Linked DNA regions of Mus musculus: region 2 is linked to region 1. The links are chromatin contacts, called in public promoter capture Hi-C maps. All regions are on one chromosome and are shown on one strand. The core of a region is the stretch at or near the end of the contact, and the rest is flanking DNA. Distances in the headings are between cores, read along the strand shown. Region 1 holds the start of Camsap2 (calmodulin regulated spectrin-associated protein family, member 2). Region 2 has its middle 33 kb from the start of Camsap2.

Region 1 (7,059 bases), core at 2,425-4,924:
TGAGGGAGGAGGATCAGAGTTCAGTGTAATTCTTGGTTATATGGTGAAGCCAAGGCTAGTCTAGATCCCATGAGACACTGTCTTTCAAAAACTAAAAACTAATGAAAACACATCCTACCCCAAAAGATGAGGCCTTTGGAATATTTTTCAGAACAAGAATATTACTCACACAAATACCTCATATCTGCTTTCTAGGTATCACGATGCTAGTGTCTTGTTGGAGTTACAATTAAATTAATTTATTCTTTGCCCACAATTGACTGTGCGTTAACCATTATAAATTGCTTTTCCAACATACAGCTCTAAAACTGATAATTTTTTGTGTATCAAGTTAGAAAGGGACCCGTAAGACTGCTCAATGTATAAGCCCTTGCCACCAAGACTAACAACATGAGTCTTAGCCCTGGAATCCACATGGGAAAGAGAGAACCAACTCCAGCAAGTTGTCCTCTCATGCGTGAGGAAGAAGGAGCACGGACACACTCGCACGCACACAGAATATATAAATAATACATAAGACAACAAACTATTTCTAACAACAACATTATCCTAAAAAGCTGGGTTAACATTTTGAATAAAACAATTTGAAATACTTGTTTATTAACTTTGTTGTGTGTATGTGGCAAATAAAAATCCATCAAAAAATATATTTTAAAAAAGCTTAACCTTTTTTTCTATTTACTCTATGTAAATAATACGTAAGTTTATGTTACATGTTTTAAAGATTGCCAAAGGGTGCTGGAGGGAATGCTCAGTGGTTAAGAACACTGACTACTCTCACAGAGGACCAGGGCTCAATTCACAGCATCCACATGGCAGCTCACAACTGTACCGTCCGGTCCAGGAGATCCCACACCCTCCCTCAGACACACATACAAGGCAAAACACCAATACACATAAAATAAAAGTAAATCATTTAAAAAAAAAAAAAAGACTATCAGTAAAGCAAAGCAAACGTGGAACATGGTGGCATACATTTCTAATCCTAGCACTAAGGCAGAGGATTGCTTTGAGTTTGAGGCCAGTTTGGACTTTATATCAAGTACCAGGTCAGCTGAACACACAAGTGAGACCCTCTCAGAAAACAGACGCGCGCGCGCACACACGCACACACACATGCACACACACACACACACACACACACAGCCATTTTAAAGACTGTTTCAATTTGTAAGTCACTCTCTTGAGGACTTACTTAGATCTTTTCTCCAGGCCAATTGCTGCCCTGGCTCCCTCCTGCTTTAATGCAAAGCACACTGCCATCAGAGTGGATCCTAACTTAAAACAATGCCAAGGGCCACAGAGGGCCTGGAAGAAGTCGGATCCCACTGACAGTACACACCTTTACTTTCTTTCTTCTCAAGTGTGTTCAAGCACACCAGACTCCAGTGACCAGCCTGACACACATCCAGAAAGCAGGGCGTTTCTGCTCAGAAGCCTCTGTGAGAATGAACAGCAATACATTCACCTCTGCACTTTAAGCGCCCTCTCCGTCTCAGATGGTAAGAAAATGCCTTTGGGCTCCTCTGTCTTCCAGCTTCCACACAGGAAACCGTGTCAATTTCCCTGTTCTCTAGATACTTAGAGCGCCCCAGTTGTTCTCCAAATGGATAGTTAGGATACTGCTATCCTAATTCTTCATATCGAAATTTTAAAAAGTATTATCTGTGCTTCCTATTATTGTTTTCCATTTAAAATTTAAGCTAGTTCAAAAAACCATTCATTCCTGATGTCAGCTCTCTATCAAAGTATAGGAAAATAAAATTAAGACAGACATAAACATAAAAATTTCTTCTAAATGACTACAAATACTTTTACTGACGGGGGGGGGGGGGGAATTCATCTAGTCTTTAGCCTAGATATACAAGCTCTGTAAACACTTGCCTATGTATACAGTTAAACAATAAAGCTGGATTAAACCACTTAGCCACATATTTTCACAGTCCTAAAACAAGAAATCAGTCATCCCCCACAAACAACCCAGAGACAATTTTGCAAGCATGAAGGAACTTCTCTATTTTTTTTAAAGCATTCCACAACAAGGGCTCCTAAAGCAAGAGCTGAGGAATTACAGCAGGAGGTCCCTTTCCTGTTATTCTGCGAAGGCTGGGTCAGAGAGAGAGTGTTTAATTACTGCTGTACTACAGGATTTCTATGTCAACAACACATCCCTGCCCCAAGCCCCCCCAAAAAACCACTTCTACTTCAAAAAAGAAAAATTCAAAGGAAGGAGGGGTTGTTTATCTGATTTTATGACGTCAAAATACATTTGGAAAAGGAAATATGCCTCAGTGACATTAAGTGAAAAAGCACTATCCAGTCAGAAAACTAAAAGTGGTTTTAATGGGTGGCTTAACGAGAATTTGGAATGTGTATGAAAGGCTGTGAGAGGAGTAAGGAACGCCTACAAAAGATACTGCACTTCAACACTGACCACCTTTCATCCTACATAGCCTGACTAGCAACCACCATTACAAATGTCAAGATCAATATAGTACCCCACCTTCTTCCAGTAATAAGCTCAGATTTCTTGGTATGGTAACCACAATTATGACCGAAAGGGAAACGTATGCAAGATAATAAGGAAAACACCACACATTAGAGCCATTTTGGGAAAACACGATAATTTGCTCGCGGAATTTAGACACACGCTATTCAATAAAAGGAACCCGGTCAACCCCTCCCGCGTCAGTCAAGGGCACCTCATTTAAGACCAAACCTGCCTTCTTTCTTTCTCCTAGAGCTCGTCTCCCGTCATCTCCCTAAACCTGTACCGGAAGATACACATGGGGGAGGGGGCTGGAATCAGGAACAAAAACTGGGATGTGGACAGCATCGGGAGGAAGAGGAAAGGGACGACACCACTTACCTGTCCCAAAGGCTTTGGCCACCAGCCAGGCCAGATTGCAGGCGATTTTGGCCCTGGAGAAGTCATAGTGGTCAAAGGGTTTGATGGCTGGAACAATGAACGTCCTTCTCATCTCCCGCGGGTCTGCAGCATCCCCCATCTTTCACGGCGGCTGGTTGGGATGGAGGGACGACGGCCTTCACATGGTGTGGCGGAGAGAGGAGTTCAGATCGTCCGCGCCGGTCGCGGCCCTCCCGGGCGCCGGGCACGGAAAAGCTCAGCTGTGCTCGTCGCGAGTCCGCCGCCCGCGGGAGCCGCCGCGGCCCCGGGCATAGACGTGAGGCGGCACCCGGCCGCGCTCGCTCCGGCCCGGGTCTGCCCCTCCGCCTCCCCTTTGTCTCCGTTTAGTCACACGGGCTCGCAGGAGGGTGGCGGCTGAGAGGGCCCGGAATGCTCGGGCGGGGGCAGCCTGGACGATCACGTCGCGGACAGTGTCCCCGCCATGGCGGAGCGCGCACGCCCCGCCTCACTCACGGCCGCCCCTCGGGCCGCGGGACCCGCCGCGGAAAACGTCAGAATCGCTGCAGCGCGCGAGCCGCCCGCGGCCCGGCGCTTCTCCGGCGCTCCGATCGCCGCCGCCCGCCTCCTCGGCGCAGCTCAGGGCCAAGGCAGCGGCCTGGGGGAGGCCGCAAATCAAATCACGGGCCCTCGGCTCCTGCCTTATCGGGCTTGTCCTCGTATTTTCCGCTACCCCTCCCGTGGCCGGACGCCTCGCTCCCCTTCAGCCGCCGCCGCCGCCGTCGCTGCGGTTTTCCGGCTGCGGCACTGGATGGAAAGAGCAGATGGGAACACTGAGCATGCGCCTGGCGCGCCCGGCCCCGCCCCCGCCGCTGTCTTGCGCCGCCATGCGCACTGAGCATGCCCAGCCTCGCTGCCGCCCGCGATGGGCTCCGCGCCCCTATCCATTAATCAGCACAGTGCCCGCTGGATTGGACGTTCTGTACATCCGCAGCTTTGGGCTGCTGCCGCCGACACTGCTGGACGAGGGAAGGAAAGAAAGGGAGAGGAGAGGCTTTTCTCCTCCCGCTACACGTGGTTCAGCCAAGAGAATTGATATTTGTTTCAAATGCTGCTTATGTCACACGCGTATTGCTGAGAATTTGCCTTGCACACCCATTTAATCCTTGCAGTAACCCTGAGAGAGGTGATACAGCTGGTTGACCACGAAATTATGGAGGGATGCAGTAACTTAAGTCACCCATGGGGTTTAACCAGGGTTGAAGGTCAGGTTTAAACTCTCCAAAGCTGTATACATTTCACGTCATGACGTTTTAACTTGATACTCCCCACTTAAGTTTTCTAAGTGAAGGATCCGGTTTTTTGGTACCTTCTGTTTCCTCGTAGAAAGAAACATAAACCCTTCCACAAAGAACATCCACAATTATGATTTGTCGCAGTTCGTCTTGCCAGAACTCTCTCCGTTCCCCCACATGGGTATGCTTTCTCAGAGCTGTGCGCTGCCTGTCTCTGTGGTCTCTGTCCACAGTAGTCACTCCCTCCAGAAAGCCTTCCCTGATACTGCCAACTTCCCGTGCAGAACTGATTCCAGAGCAATGTATGTCCTTTATGTCATAACTTGTCACACTGCATTCCAACCACCAACTGTCTTTAGCTTTCAAGCTGACTTGCCTTGTCTCTGACACCTATATGATGCTAAACCTCACAGTAGTTGCTCTATCAATGTCTAGGGTCAAAGGGAGAATGTTACTGTAGTTAACACCGAGTTTGGTTAACTTTCTAATTCCCCACTTCTTGTTTTAACACATCTGATTTTAATTTATGTAATCCTGGGTGGTTTTCATTTTACAGATGAGAGAGCTAAGAGTCAGAAAAGCCTCTTAAATTGCAGATATAGTAAAGGCATAGTCACAGTCTGAACCCAGAACTATCTTACTTTGTACGACTAGGGCCTCCCTATTATCATCAGCCGTTAAGATGGGAGACATATGAAACATGAGGGGAGGCGTTTTGATCCCTACTATCGAAAAGGGCAGCTCCAGGAGCAAGCCCCTCCCTTTTGATTTCTGTTTAATCCCCAGAAACACTCCTCCTTGAACCCAATAAGGCATTACAGATAAGCCCCACTAACAATGCCAAGCAGGAAAAAAGGCACTAGAAATAATATGCCATTGGGTGATTGGCATATTTTTTTAGTAATTCAATTAATATTAATAGGGTTTTTCTCATGGGCAAGCCCCTTTGAAAAATTAATGTATTAACTGGTTTGTCAAAGCACATTCAAATGGTAACTAGTTTCCATATTTATTTGATGAACTAAGCACTAATTGTCTTCCTGTTCTAGATGTAGGACTGAGGATCATAGAGACCAGGTGCCGTGACCAAGATTTCTCCTTCCATTTGTATTGGAGTCTGGCTTCAAACTCAAACCCAGGTCTTCTGTCTCCACTCCTTGGGTACTCTTCTGGGTTCCTGCTCCCTCTCTGAATAGGGGCTAGCACATATACAAATAAAGAGAACATATCATAAATATGGTACATGCTGTAAAAGACAAAAAAAATAATCACAGCAAAAATATATGGGTAGGGATACTTGGAAGATGTCTTAGAGACTGCTGTCCAATATAATGTTCTTGAATCCAACTTCAACAGGATTCCAGCACATACATACCAAGTTAAGAGAAATCTATGGGCTAGAAAAATTAGAAAGTGATACTGAAATATTATGTCTGTTATGTGAATCCACAAGCAAATGCAAGATTCTCGAAGGCAGCAATCAGGCTTTGTGTTACCTGTGCTCTAGCCCAGCACTGTGCTCAGGCAGCATTCTCCACAAATATGTGTCAAATCTCATTGAAAACTGTTTCAACCTCAATAGACTACATGAGGAAGAGAAGAGACAAAGGCAGTTGCTCTGGCTTGTCCCTTGATAGGACGACACAACGGTGAAGCTTTAGTGAGGATAGCATTACTATGACCCCAATTGGGAAGGAGTGTGTTTAGCAATGAGGAGGGAGGGCAGCTTGGGAACAATGAGCAGCTTTTACTCTGAGGGAGGCTGTGAAACAACTTGGGGTCATAGTTGGAGCCTGTTATTAACAGGGAAACACCCTGAGTACAAAGAGGGAGGATTCATTTTCAGGGCGGCAGACACTCTAATAGGGTGTTCTTTGTGACACCTTCAGAATGATCCCTTTTAAGGCTAGAAGTCTCTGTGGACTATCGCTGTCGAGAAGAAATGTTCTCCTCTACCTTCTGAAGACAACTGACTTTGTTTGAAGCAAAAACCAAAGCCAGGCGATTCTTTGGGCCTGCTCTTCCAGCTGCACAGATGCCTTCTGCTTTTTACCTCCAGGTCTGGGGTGTCAGTCCTCCTAGGCTCTGATTCCCATGCACACACAGCTCCCTTCTCTATCTTGCTCCCTTCCCAGTTTCCTGGAAATCCTGAAACGCCAAGCAGACTTCTTTCCTTGTAGTCATCATCAAGCTCTGTCTTTGAATAGATGTAGAAGTGTATTCATTCACTCATCAGCCCCTACTGATGGAGCTCCCAAGTGCTGAGGAGTCCATATTGAACAAGACAGCTGAAGAAGCGGCTTCCTAAACTGGGCACGCTGGCACAGGCTCACAATTCCAGCACTGCACTTAGGAGATTAAGACAGAAAGACCAGGAGTTCAATACCATCCTAGGCTACATAACAAGTACAAGACCAGCCTGAGCTACATGAGACCCATCTCAGAAACAAGAAAAACAAAAAGGAAAAGAAAGAAAACAAGGAGGAGACAATGACACCAAAATTTTTTGTTTGCTTGTTTTGGTTATTCAAGACAGGGTTTCTCTGTGTGGCTCTGCCTATTCCGGCACTCACTCTGTAGGCCAGACTGGCCTCGAACTCACAGAGATTTCCCCTGCCTTTGCTTCTTGAGTGCTGGATCTAAAGGCATGCACCACCACCACCTGGCTGACACCAAATTCTTAATGGAAACATGGAGCCTGTAGGATCTAACAGCCTGGCTTTCTTCATTGCCAGGTCTGTGTCACCAGAGGTTAACAGCCTTGTTATTTACCCCACAGAAAACCTCACTGTAGTCTCACTCAGTTGACTTCCTAGCACATAAGAAGCTCTGGATTTGACCTTCAGCATTGGATCTGGGGGAGCACAGCAGGAATCCCAGCCCTTGGGAAGTGTAGAT
Region 2 (7,191 bases), core at 3,713-6,212, 34 kb after region 1:
TTGAATAAATGTATTATAGATGGTTTATTTTAAGTATTGCAATTAGACTTATTATAAGAAACATCCAATAATAAAGCAGCATAAAGGGCTGGAAACAGGAACTTAAAATAGACACCTGAGTCAGAAAATGTAGCACACATTTGTAATCCCAGCTTTTGTCTGTAGGCAGCCGGGCGCCTAAAATATGGCACCGGCCTCCGGTACACCGTCGCCATAAACAACGCCACTGCGCAGGCGCTAGCCCGAATCTGGCGCCAACCCCTCCCGAGCAGGTGCATACAAATTAAAGTGCCGGCAGACTGACCCAGGAGGACACGTAGCTCTCCCCAGTGCTGGGGTGTATATAAGCAGTCCTCCCTGGGTTCCCGGGGTTCCCGTAGCATCGAGGTGTTCCTTAAATAAAGAAGGCTGTTGAGAAGTATCCGACCGTGTTGCGGTTTTTCTTGCTGGACGAGGTGAGCGCAACATTTGTCTGTGATATTTTCACCCCTGAGGCTAAGGCAGGGAGATTTTAAGTTTAAGCCATCCTGGACTACACGCGTTCTGAGCCAGCCTGGACTACTTCGTGAGATCCCAGGGTGTGTGTGTGTGTGTGTGTGTGTGTGTGTGTGTGTTGGGGATGTATCTCAGTTGTTAAGTTGGTAGGGTGCCTGCTGAGCATGCTAGCATGCACAAAGCCCTAGGTTCCATAAAGCTACATATAGTGACATAGTCCTGTAGGGTCAGAGTTCAAGGCCATCCTTGGCAACACAGTAAGTTTGAAGCCAGCCTGGACTAGATGAGACCTTGTCAGAAAAGAAAGAAGAAGAGAAGGGGGAGGAGGAGGGCTTCATGTTTTTCTCCCATTCACAATAGACCAACTTCTCTTCTACTTTTTAGTTTTATTTTAAATTGAATTAATTATCATTGTGTGTGTAGGTGACACAGGAGAGGGAGGGGTGTACAGGCTACACCTGTGTGGAGGTCAAAGGCGAACTTTGTGGAGTTGGTTCTCGTCTTTCTCCTTTACGTGGGTTCAGGGAGTGAACTTGGGTTGTCAGGCTTATGCGTCATTGCATAACAAGTGTCCTTGCTGAGCCACCTCAAAGGCCGGGGACCACGAGCCTTTGCTTTTGGATGCATATGGCCAAAGATCCCAACCCCAGCCCTGCCAGCCAATCACTGTAGTGACCCAATTCCAAAGCTGGACCCTAAGATTCTTGTGGATCTGAACGAACTCCAAACAAGTTCAGGGGGTTCATTTTTCTGAGATTGCCACAAGTCTGTTCCTGAGGCCTAAAAACCATGAACTCTGCTCCACAGACTCCAGTAAATATAAATCAACAGCTAAGCTTTAAAAACGCAGTCACATGGAATGTGGAAGCCAAGCATCTAGAAAGATACTGTGCTGTGGTTGTGCTTTCGGGTAACCGCACTTCACCAACCATTAGACTCTAATGAGCAAAAGGACAAATTGATGAGACAGTTTGAAAAAAACAAAACAAAACTCCCATGTAACACTGTGTACAAAAACAGGAGAATCAGTTACAAAAACAAACAAACAAACAAAAAACAAACCTCAATTAATTAAAGATTTTATTCTCCATCCTCACAAAAGGGAAGCCATCAGCTCTGCAGGCTGACAGCTCCTTGTCACAATGATATCCACAGGGTCCACTTCTTCACCAGTGTTCACTATATCAGAAACTTGAGTCATCACTGTCTTCAAACAAAAAGAAGCCCCCCCTGCCCCTCCCCATCTCACCCCCATCACACCCCCACCTCTGCTCAGCATCGCTGCCCTGGGGCCTTACCCACTCAGGACAGCTAGCTGTCTGAGACAGTGCCCACTCAGCACAGTCGTGTGGGGCAGTACTGATTGTATAGCAGCAGGTTTTAGGTGAGACACTTCAGCTTTACCCTGGCCCTGTCATCCGGGAACTGACAGGACTCCCTGCTCAGTTCATCCCATAGCACAGGTCCAGAACTGCTTTTGTAACAGTCTCTTTTCTATGTGGAAGTCTTGTCCTGTTTGGGGTAGGAAGTATCCCCCAAAGCCTCATGTGTTAAATGTATGGTTTCCTACTTGTTAACCAATCATTGAAAGGCAATGACCTAATCAATGGATTAATCCACAGATTGGGGGATAAATAGACTGTACTGTTTGAGGTGTGGTAGGAGCTGCGGCTCGGGGCCTGACTTAGGGTAGTGGGTTACTGGAGATGTGTTCTTAGGGCTATCTGCCCATTGGCTCCGCCCACCAGTCTACCATTGCGTTCTGCCTGCCACCGGGCCACAGCAGTGAACTAGGCAACCTCACAAAAACCACGGACTCTTCCCTCCGTGCTTTCTCAAGTATTCTGTGACAGAAATGGAGAGGGAACTAAAGGAGCCCCTGACTTCAAGTTCCTGTGCGTCGTGTTTCCACTGCCACAGGTCCTGCAGTTAGCTGCTAAAGCAGATCCAATAGACCGAAGGGTGGAATAAAATTAGGACGAAATAACAAGAACCACTCTATTCCAGACCCAGTCCCTCTGTCATTAGTGTGGGTTCTTTAAATCTGGGATAACTTTGGGGGGATGCAATGCCTGTATGAAAAGCACACCATAGGTGTCAGAAAATGTGAAGTGTGATAGTTTAAAAAAAAAAGAGCAAGAGTTTCTTTTTTTACTTTATTTTATTTTATTTTTTTAGGAGTTTATAAAAGTAGGTAAGAAAGTATAGATAAAAATAGTTAGAAATATATTTAATTCATCTGAAGATTGCCTTCTGTGGTGGTTTGAATAGGTCTGGTCATGGGAAGTCCTACTATTAGGAGGTGTGGCTTTGTTGGAGGAAGTGCATCACTATGGGGGTGGACTTTGAGGTCCTATGTTGAAGCTCCTCCCAGTGCAGACCCAAGTTTCCTCCTCCCTGCCTTTGGATCAAGATGTAGCACTCTCAGGTCTTCCAATACCTCATCTGCCTTCACGTTGTCATGCTTTCCACCGTGATGATAAGGGACTGAACCTCTGAAACTGTAAACCAGCCACAATGGAATGTTTTCCTTTGTAAGAGTTGCTTTGGTCATGGTGTCTCTTCACAGCAGTAAAACCCTAACTAAGACACACCCTCCCATTTAGATTTCTATCGCCCTCTTTAACAGACCCCACCAGTAATCCTCACTCATGTGGGTGGTTACTGGAGCCCAGCTTGGCCGATATTGTTGACTGCTCAGAATCACGTGCTTGATTAGAGCTTGCTACCTCTCCTGACTACATCTCGTGAACTCTGATATCCCATGCAGCCTGCCAAGGTCTTCAGGAGAGACCCAACTCAAGGCAGGAAAGCTCAAAAGAGATGCAACACCCTCATTTTTCTTTTCATTGAGTATTTTGGCCATAGTCTCAAAAAATCCCAAATCGGAATACTCTCTAGGGTAAACTTTTCTTCTCATTAAAGAATAATCTATGAAGCAAAAGAATCTGCAAAGACACAAACAGTAAATACTATTTAGTCATAAACCTAACAGGTTAGCATCATAGAAGAGAACAGGGGTGACACTGTGTAAGAAAATCCAGGACCTCTTATCCCACTGGGCTCCTGATCTGTTAGAGTCAAAGCATGTAAAGAACAATAGTGTCCTCTAAACCCTTGGTGTCTCTGTCCACAATGAATGCAATATTACACTAAAAGCAAGCAAGAAGAAGCATAGCCAGTACAATATCCAACTGCATTGTCCCCCTTGTGGGAGAACAGTTACACTTGGGCTACCTTGCCCTATTTTTAAGCAACCGAGGGAAAGTGGGGGCCTGGTTGATGAATCTGCAGAATCAGCGAACCCAGTCAGATGCGGACAGGTGAGTTAGGTAATTTAACTGCTGGGTTGGCTTTGCTGGGTTATTTAGGGAATTAGCATGGTGAATAAAACCCACCAGATGATCTCATCTTCCCTCCTCACATATTCATCTCCAGATGAAATAGGACACTTGGCTTTCCTTGAAAACAGATGTCGGTCTTGTTACTTCAACTACCTGAGGCTGATGGAGGGCCCAGTGGGCTTCTCCTTGGGACTAGCTGAGAGTCGGGAAACAGAAAATAGGTTGTCATCATTTCTTTAACCTTTGGAGAGTGAGCGATGAGGTAAGATTTTTCTCACGTTACCCAAATCCTTGAAATGAATTACAATCGATACGTGGCCCGGCTATTCTATTCCTACAGGACTGAAATCTTCATTTCTAAACTGAAAAGAGGATAAAAGTGACAGTCCTTTGAGAAGCCTCTTAGATGAGTTATTTCCGTATCTCCCCAGAAATGATCCTGCAGAGCGCTAATTATACATAATCAGATTTACAGAGAAATATAATTAACGTCATCTTGTTTGGCTCTGCTAATATAATTAGTGATTGTGCAGAGGAAAACATACCGTTGCTCCCGTTTTTTAAAAAAATAGAGAAAGTGGCACAGACCCCTTTTAGAAACCTGGTCCATAGAACGTGGTCCAGCGGCCAGCTCGGGGCTCATTCCCAGGTCATCCAGAAGACAACTTATGGGCAATCAGCACTGAGAGGGGCCACAGGAAGTGAGGTATTGATACGGAGAAAAGAGCAAAGCCAGAATCATCAGCAACATAAACACCCACAGCAAACACTTACCCAGAATCCACCACTGGCAACAGGATGAGGAGAGCGGTGAAAAGCTAACCGTGTTGTCCTTAGGGAGCCCATGCTGAGTTACAGGCCAAGGCGTGAAGGTGAGGACCAACACAACAGACAAAGGCGACGTGCGGTGGAGACATTCTTCAAGTGACAATTGGATTGTGGCTGAAAGGTAGTTGTGGGGTAGAACAAATTGTCACATTGCCAGTCAGTCAGCAATATGATATGCGAAGAAAGCAGTATTTTTTATTATTATTTTGTTTTATGAATCCCAGCCAGCTAGCCAAGCTTTGTGAAGGATGTGGGGTTTAGACAGAGCAGGGCCCAGGAAGGCAGCCAGCAGTGCTTTCTTTCCAATAGGAGGAAATGTCACCAACACTGGGACTCACGTGTACTGTTTGGTTGGAATGGAGGGGAAAGTATTAAATAAAGTTGAAGAGTGTCTCAGGTCCAGGTGGTCAAGGACAGTTCGTGCTGGTCAAGGCAAAAGATAGTGTAGGTATAACTCCACCATTGGAGGGGCCGACACCTGAAGGGTTAGGAAGCAATTCTATTGACCACTGCCTATCAAGCATGCTCTAAATAAGATTACTACTCTCTGCTTCTTAAATTACTCTTATTGAGCAAGATCTGTAGTTCTCAGAACAATTTTAGGGTGTTCGCCTAGATCCAAGTTAAATCGGAGGATCCTTCTTCCAATGTAAACTGCTCTCAAAAGTGAGACCTATGAGTTTGGAACCAGCACTGGGTAAGAGGTCTGCTCCACCCCACCCCCAACCCATGCCACTTGTCATTCATTGCCTCCTTAGGGTTGGGGACAAGGTGGTGAGGGACGGAGGCAAAGGTCGTGGCTGTAGTTTTCTTTGGTAGCCAGTGCTTGGCAGGCATTCGAATGCTTCTGCTTCACACCGCATAGAAGACTTGCTAACCCCTTCCGTGTTCCACATAATACTGTCCCTGGCCTCTTCGACTCAGTCCTCAGATGTGTCACCCATGGCTGAGGGACTCTCCTCACCTATGCAAATGGCTCTTGGGGTGCAGGATTTCAAGGCAGACTCTTGTAGTGGCTCACCACTGTGTCTATGGAGTTCATACAGGACACTGTGTTGTTGGATGGAAAGGCTAGCAGTTCCCACTGAACCCTCTTCCTCCATGGCTAGCTAAGATCCCTGCGCTGAGGGAGGGAGGCTCTAAGCCTCTACTTTCATCTCCTGGGATCCAGTTTCCTGGAAACATTTTCTGCCCCAAGTGCTTATGTGGTCCATTGTGGTAGTGGGGCATCCAGCTTCCAGCTGGAAAATAAGATAGCAGCCCTCCCTTCTTGTAGTCAGAGCCAACGTCTAAATCAGGTCACTTGGTCCCCTTCCAAAAGAGGCAGCCTTTGATTCGGTGTGATAGAAAACATAAGGCTTCCTGCTCACAACAATTCTCTGGCTACCAAGAATCTTATTGTGGAATCTCTTCTTCCGGAAGCTGGAAATGGTGATAGCACCGATCACTCTCAGTGCCACCACGGCTGTTTCTAGGTCTTCCTTTTGGGCATAGGGGGCATTTGTTACCTATTGTCCACAGCTTTGAGGCTTAAGCTCAGGTTTTGAGGGGGAAAACACCTCCCATTCTACATCCTGTGATGAGGCTACAGGCATCTGTGGAAGGGAAGGAAGACAGGCTAGGGAGCGGGCAGATCTCTGCCGTGGATCTGGGGCCCTGGTGCTTTCCCATAGGCCTTTGCAGCGTGTCTTGAATACAGCTTTGGCTTGCTGCCTGGTTCTCTGGCTTCCTGAACTGAGTTGAGTCTTGGTCTTAGGCCTGAAAGGCTGTGGTTTTGCCTGTTGTGAACAGCATCTTTCCAATCGTATTGAGTCGAGTCAGCCTTTCTCTGAACTCTGCCTTAGGGATCACTGACATGTTTTCTTTTCTATCACTTGCTATATAATATTTTCCCAAGAAGTTTCAATGTACATCTCTTCGCCCAAATTTGGATGCTGCTACATTCTTTTCTAATGTCCATTCTTTTAAGCCCATCACACCTAGGTGCTATCCTCAGAATCAGTGTGTGGCACGTGCTCTCTGTGCAGCTAGGATGCACACCTGTACCACAGTGCAGAAAGGGATGGGCTGACTTTCTCTCAGAGGCTCCACATTCGACTTTTAAAGATGGCATGGTAATAATCCAGGCTTCCATTAATAACTGAAATAACACAGCACAAGTATATGGAAAGACAAGGCCAAGACTGCCTCTCCATGCTGCCTCCCCATGCTGCCTCTCCATGCTGTCTCTCCATGCTGCCTCCCCATGCTGTCTCTCCATGCTGCCTCCCCATGCTGCCTCTCCATGCTGCCTCTCCATGCTGCCTCTCCATGCTGCCTCCCCATGCTGCCTCTCCATGCTGCCTCTCCATGCTGCCTCAGTGTCTTTCCATTTTAGCTCCCATGTCTTGTTAAATACTCAAATACACATTCAGATGCGTTGGAGATGTGTTTGTTGGTCATCACAGGCATATATAATCATACTTCATATAGGCTTCTGAAGATTCCATACTGTGTGGCAATATTTCTTCTTTTTCTAATACTT

Evidence for each region. Promoter capture Hi-C pulls out the DNA fragments that hold promoters and counts their contacts.
Region 2: a promoter capture Hi-C map of 3T3-L1-derived adipocytes shows a contact between it and region 1, with 2.8 times the contacts expected there. The contact joins the enhancer-like site here to the promoter of Camsap2 in region 1. A contact is called at or near these places in 7 of 39 promoter capture datasets (the 3T3-L1 cell line, 3T3-L1-derived adipocytes, the HPC-7 cell line and 4 more), 6 of 484 Hi-C or Micro-C datasets (the N1E-115 cell line, brown adipocytes, embryonic fibroblasts and 2 more), 11 of 115 datasets of contacts at active chromatin or transcription factors (the SCID.adh cell line, astrocytes, embryonic forebrain and 6 more) and 3 of 9 other capture datasets (adipose tissue, liver and pancreatic islet).

Annotation. Positions count from the first base shown.
Region 1 is chr1:136,342,430-136,349,488 of GRCm38.p6, forward strand. Camsap2 (calmodulin regulated spectrin-associated protein family, member 2) reads right to left here and starts at 3,675. Exons shown (of 18, transcript NM_001347109.1): 1 at 2,870-3,675. The coding sequence starts at 3,008.
Region 2 is chr1:136,375,414-136,382,604 of GRCm38.p6, forward strand. No RefSeq gene overlaps it. Among named protein-coding and RNA genes, the nearest start is that of Camsap2, 33 kb to the left of the region's middle. Within about 2 kb of position 4,963, at least 22 of the 459 cell types and tissues checked have an H3K27ac peak or open chromatin away from gene starts, as enhancers often do. A contact at or near this core is called in 3T3-L1-derived adipocytes, the N1E-115 cell line, adipose tissue and 3 more, where this site is marked.